Linked DNA regions of Rattus norvegicus: region 2 is linked to region 1. The links are chromatin contacts, called in public Hi-C maps. All regions are on one chromosome and are shown on one strand. The core of a region is the stretch at or near the end of the contact, and the rest is flanking DNA. Distances in the headings are between cores, read along the strand shown. Region 1 has its middle 50 kb from the start of Arpp21. Region 2 has its middle 380 kb from the start of Trnaa-agc52.

Region 1 (3,096 bases), core at 472-2,971:
CACAGATCCTTACTTTGTGCTCGTGTAGCCCTAGGAGCTGGGGCGTTGTCATAACATAAATCAAATCGGTGCCCTTGACTCTGAATGGCGACAGTCATAAGCGAAGGAAGAGGAGAACTTGAGACACCGTCCGGTGTTTCCTAGGGAGCTGCTCTATCCCTAGGGAGAAGAGGGCGGATCTCCCGCCCATCAAATCCTAACTTCTTGGTCTGAAGGTGTTCCGTTTCATTTAAAATTGTTTACCAAAGAGAAGTAAAGTGACCGTTAGTAAACACAGAGTATTTCTCCTGTTCACCACATAAAAATGATGTTGTCTTAATTCAAACCACTTTGGGCCAGTGGCATGGCTCGGCAGACAAAGGTGCTTGATGCCAAGCCTGAGGACCTGAGCTGAATCAAAGGGCCCGATGGGGTAGAAGGAGGAAACGGACTCTAACATGTTGCCCTCTTAACACACACACACACACACACACACACACACACACACACACACACACACACGTACAGGAACACATACACGAATACACCAGATTTTTAAAATATCTTTAAAATCCCATTTATTTAAAAGTGTATTTTAACATTTTTTTTGTAGTAAACTCTCATTTAATTCTATATAATTAATCTAGGATCGTATCAAACATAAAATATAAACATGGGTCCTTTTTGGATGAAGCACTCAAGTTTGAAGATTCCCCTTGGGGCTGGTGGTATAGCTCTATTAGTAGTGTTCTTATGTAGCATGGAGTATGTTCTGGGTCTCATGAGCAGCCGTGTGGACACTGGACATAGCGGCTTAAGCCTACAGTCCAAGCACATAGGATCTGGAAGCAGGAGGATCAGTCCAGGGCTATCCTTAGCTACATGAGGAGTTTGAGGTGAGCCTCGGCTACAGGAGACCTCAGGAGGGAAAATTCATTTACTTTAAAGAGAATAAAATCTCCCAAGCTGGAACTCATGCATTCTTTTACTTGTAGCACAGGTATACTCAAAGATTTAATGAACCCCTCTGCTGTCATTAACAATAAGGCAAAGGCATGGAAAGAACTCATGATTCATTCTAAAGCAGAGAGGGGAGCAGGGAACGGGGGAGTGGATTATAAAATAACACGTATTCTATAATCCACGACCGCAGAACAGAGCCATGGATTTACAGATACATATGCATGCAGATTGGCTAAGCCAAACAGCTATGGCAATTTGGGTGTTGTATTCCGGGAAAGGTTTTATTCTGTCCCCTTTGATTTTGAAATCCTCTTCTTTTCCCCAAACTGCCTCTTTACATTGCATAAATGTAAATTTCATTTTGAAAAGAAAAAAAAAAAGACATTCTTTGAAGAGTGGCTTTAGAGGACAAATTGTACATTTATGCAGATATCTCTCTAGTGGTGTCCTTCTGGAGATGTTGGATCTGAGACAACAAGTACTTTTTAAAGTATCGAGTGTACAGACACACACACACACACACACACACACACACACACGCACACGCGCGCGCGTCTCAGTTTCAGTTTTGGAGAACAGTTTTCAAATTCCAACATCCTGCATTGCATTAGAGGTAGACTGTAGCTACTCCCCCCAACCCCCATAATCCCTAATTAATTAATTAACCACGCTTACTGGTGGTCAAGAAGCCAAATATCTGATAGTGACACTCCTCTGCTCCTGTGTGAGGAAGGAACCAGTGTCCATCCTGGAGAATCTGGGACCTCAGGAAAGGCTACAAAAGAGCTGGACGACAGACCTCGCTTGGCACAGCCTAGGCTGTGTTCTGTGTCCCTCCTGAGGCTTCCTGGATACAATATCGACCTCTCTTTTCTTACATGGCCTCCCAGTGCTTGTGCTCTTTCTCTACTTTGATTTATAGGCCAAGAGTTTTGGTCGTTCGTTTTCTTTTAAATCAGTAACACCTTTGTCTGGGGAAGTGGCTCATTGGATGAGAGCACATGCTTCAGGACCACAGTTCGGATCCCCAGAATCCACTGGGAAGCCCGATGGGCTTGGAGACCCAAAAGGCCCTGGCCAAGCTGACCAGTGAGACTAGATATATCGGGGAGCTCTGGCTCCAGCAAGATACCCCACTTTGATAAATAAAAGTGGAGATGAGCAGGGGCATGTCAATCTCTGGCATTCACACACACACACACACACACACACACACACGTGTGAATACGAACTGCAAATACACATGTGCCCACACCACATGTGCATACTTACAGACAACATACCCACAAGCAAAATAGGAAGCAATAATAATACCTCTAGTGGGTTCCATGTGGGACTATACTTCTATCCGAAGTGGCCTTAGAGTAGTAGGTGACAAGGGTATCCCACCCCTGCTCTGCAGAAAGAAAGTCTTCCTGTCCCCCTGCCAGATCCCATGAAAACCTGGGGCTTCTCAGGATGCAAATGGGCAAACACAGTGCTTGCTCTGCATCCCGCATTGTGGGGCAGGAGAGGCGGGGCAAGCAAGATGCTTAGAGTGTCAAAGTATCTGGCCCAGGAATGCTGAAAAGAAACAAGGTAACTTATTCAGCAGCCTCCCTGGTCTATTGTTGCTCAGATCTTTCCCTGATAGGTTTTCCAAAGCTCCCTGTAGCAGATGCCTCCCGTGCCTCTCCAAAGCCCCTCCTCTGATTCAGAGGAGGCTCCAGGAAAGCTCCAAACACGTTTATTTTTAAGAATCGTCTTGAGCTGCTTTGGCAACAGAGCATCACTTCATGGGAGCGCAGGCCAGGGGTCATTTATGGTCTGCCTGCTCACGGGATAATTTTCTTACATTCCACACAGCCTACTGCAGAGGAGACATAGTTGGAACCAAGGGATCCGTGCCATCTGAACATTTGGTTTCTAGTCTCCGAAGTCCTCTTTGTTTTTGATCGTGACATTTCTTCACGCTCAGATGCATACATGATGTAACAGTCTTTGTTGATGTTCTGAAATGTGTTTTTGGAGTTATTTTGGCTGAGTACAGAATAAGAATGGGGCTCTCGACTTTTCTGGTTGAAATGTTAATCTTGCCATCGAACCACCCTCACCCCACCCCATCTTTCTCCTTGCCTTTCTCCCTCACTTCTATTTCTAAAGCTTGAAACCCAA
Region 2 (2,917 bases), core at 412-2,911, 940 kb before region 1:
GAAAGAGGCACGTCCTGCGTTCTCCGACGGTCGTTCTGATTTCCTGTCTGCTAGGCCAGGCTTGCAGGCTCAGCCTGTTGCTCAGCTTACCATGCCTGCAGCGCATGTCCTCACTGAGCCTCTCCGGCCCAATTTGGACCATCTTTTTGTCTAAATCAGTGCATCTGTCAGTGCAATCCATGAATCACGATCACGGATGGGCTTGGCTTTCTTTCTGGCTTTCTCCTTTCCCACTGTGTGGCTCATACCCTCTCTTCTCTTGGATGGACTCACGGCATCCTCATTCTTCCACTCTCCTACAATTTTCACTCACTCGGCTGGGAGTTAACCCAGGAGTATCTGTAGAGTATACAATTGAAGCCTACAACCAATCAATGCATTGTGCCCTCCCCCCACAAGTTAACAAATTTAAAACATTTAATTCCAAAAGAATCGTCTAGAACTTGTGTGTTGACCTTGGGTCTTGTATCACATTCACACAATGGCCCTGTGTCTTGTATCACATTCACACTCCCTGGGCGGACCTCCTGCCACTGTTTTCTGCAGTTAAACCTTCTTAGATTTGATCTTACCATTTTCTTAGCTCCACAGTCTCTCTCACATTGCTGAAGTTCTGGCCCATCCATGCTTGCGTCTTCAGTCCAAGAATTCTGGTGCACAAATATTGTATGTCACAGAGCGATAGGAAGAGGTAAAATAAGCAGGCATGTTTTGTAGTGTATGCCCCACCACTCTAGAAAAGTCTCGTGTACCCCAGGCTGGCCTTGAGCTTCCTGTGTAGCTCAGGATGACCCTAAGCTTCTTTAATTTTCCTAATGTGTATGCGTGTTTTACCTGCATGTATGTCTATGTGCACACTTGATAATCATGGAGGACAAAAGAGAGCATTGGATCCCCTGGGACTGGAGCTGCAGGTGGTTCTGTGCTACCTCTGTGTGGGAAACGAGCCTAGGAAGAACAGCCAGTCTCCAGCCCGATCTTGAACTTTCAATTTCTGCCTCCTCCATTCAAGGACTGGGATCACTGGCGCGCACCTCCACAACAGACTAGATTTTATTAGTTCTTGAAATCTGAGCAGTGCACACTCCCTTCTCAAACAAAGACAGTTCTGAGGCAAGCTTTGGAAATTATTTCCTGTCCCGAGGTCTTCCTGATTGGAGAGATTCTGAGCACATTTTACATGGGCATAGCAACTAGGCATTGTGGGACGTGATACAGAGTAGGGTCTGAGTCTACAGGAACAGAATAAAGTTTTTATCGCGACCCCCGGCTTTGCAAAGAGTTGCTAAAAAATTACGCTTCTGTCATTCTTTTACACGGGGGCCCTCTGAAAAGCAACATGTCTGCAGGCATGCTGCGACTGGGAAGTCTGGGGACCTGGAGGCTCAGGGGTTGACAGTGCCAATTAACAGAAAGCAGCGTGCAGGCTTGTGAAAGGGCTGCCAGGGATTGGCAGGTCCTCTCTGCTTCATTAGGGTGACTTTGAAAAGGTTGTAGGCAAATGGCACCTTTCGCTTTAAAAATCCAACTGGTGGCTTCTTAACCATTTTTAAAGCTTGAATTTGAGCTGTCCACTGGCAAGGACACGGTCACAGTTAGCATTACTCAGAGCCCTGTGGCACGAGGAGTCTCCATCTTTCAACGCCTCCGCCTCCGTCTTGCTCGCCATACTTTTCCCTTAGCTTCCTCCTCCTTGACACATTCCTTAAACCCCTCCCTCAGGCCCCCCTCCCAGTGAAAACCCACGCCGTATCCCAAGTCTGTTGCGGAGAACAGACTGGAAGACATCTGCCTCTTGCCTTTTTTTTTTTTTTTTTTTTAATTCCTCTAATTGATGGAGCCAAGACTCCACACCACAGCCCCGCTCCCCAGAACAAACCAAATGGTGGCTGTTGGCAGCATATTGACAGCTTGTTAATGAAGGAATCCTTGACAGTGTGACAACCTGTCTGGGCTGCTGCAGGAAGCCAAGTCCGCCCCCACACAAGCCCCGAGTAATTAACAGGTGGGGGAAAGTAGCGAGAAGCTGCCACTGGGGAGAAGAGAAATATACTCAACAAAATGAATTATGTAGATTTTAAAAAAGATTTTGATTCTGCAATCTCTCTCTTATTTCTTGCTAGCAAGCTCCCCTGGGAAGAGTGTTGACTTGGGGGCCAGATGAGTGTGGGCTTGCATCTCAGTCTGCTGGCCTCCCACTTCTAGAGCTTCTGAAGCCTTTGCTTCCTGGACCTTAGTTTGTGAGAAGTCACCTGACCGGATATGATTTGTAAAAGCATACTCATAGATGACACATACCTGTCCTAAATTGTTAAAAAGAAATTCTCTCTTTTTGATGATGGATTTGCTCAAGTGTTCTTATGTTTCTCTTTCTACCAGTGTTTGTTTTTTTTTTTTTTTAAAGAAAAGGATTATGAAGTTGGGCTTTTGTTTTCTGGAGCGCATTAATTGTATGTTTGTATGTTTATACGTGTGAGTGTGTGTATGCATACATGTGAGTTTGTATGTGAAACTCAGGGGGTCAATGGCAGGTGCTGCCTGTCTAGAGTTGTCTGTCTTGTTCTTTTCCCTTGACACAGTTCTCTTTGTGAACCTGTAGCTCACTGATTATTGGAGAGCCGGTGGTCACTGAGTCCCAGAAATCCTCCTGTCTCGCCCTTGGCAGCACTGAGATTGCAAGAACACACTTAACTTCTTTTGTATGTTAGAGACTCACACTCAGGTCTCCATGCCTGTGCCACAAGCGCTTTCCTGACTGAGCCATTTCCTCAGCCCCTGGGCTTGGATCTTCTGCATGTTCATAGAATTTTAAATGATCTTAGTTTCCTGGAGAACTAACCCCTGTATCTTCAGAGGGAAGCTCTGTCCTTCCAAATCTTTTGTCATGCTTTCTGTCCTACCTTGTGTGTATTTGGTT

What was found. Hi-C and Micro-C count contacts between places; a contact is called where the count stands out from the background.
Region 2: a contact with region 1 is called in a Hi-C map of prefrontal cortex, with 5 times the contacts expected there. The contact joins two enhancer-like sites. A contact is called at or near these places in 2 of 12 Hi-C or Micro-C datasets (frontal cortex and prefrontal cortex).

What each region holds. Positions count from the first base shown.
Region 1 is chr8:121,079,911-121,083,006 of GRCr8, reverse strand. No RefSeq gene overlaps it. Among named protein-coding and RNA genes, the nearest start is that of Arpp21, 50 kb to the right of the region's middle. Within about 2 kb of position 1,721, at least 1 of the 93 cell types and tissues checked has an H3K27ac peak or open chromatin away from gene starts, as enhancers often do.
Region 2 is chr8:122,016,850-122,019,766 of GRCr8, reverse strand. No RefSeq gene overlaps it. Among named protein-coding and RNA genes, the nearest start is that of Trnaa-agc52, 380 kb to the right of the region's middle. Within about 2 kb of position 1,661, at least 12 of the 93 cell types and tissues checked have an H3K27ac peak or open chromatin away from gene starts, as enhancers often do.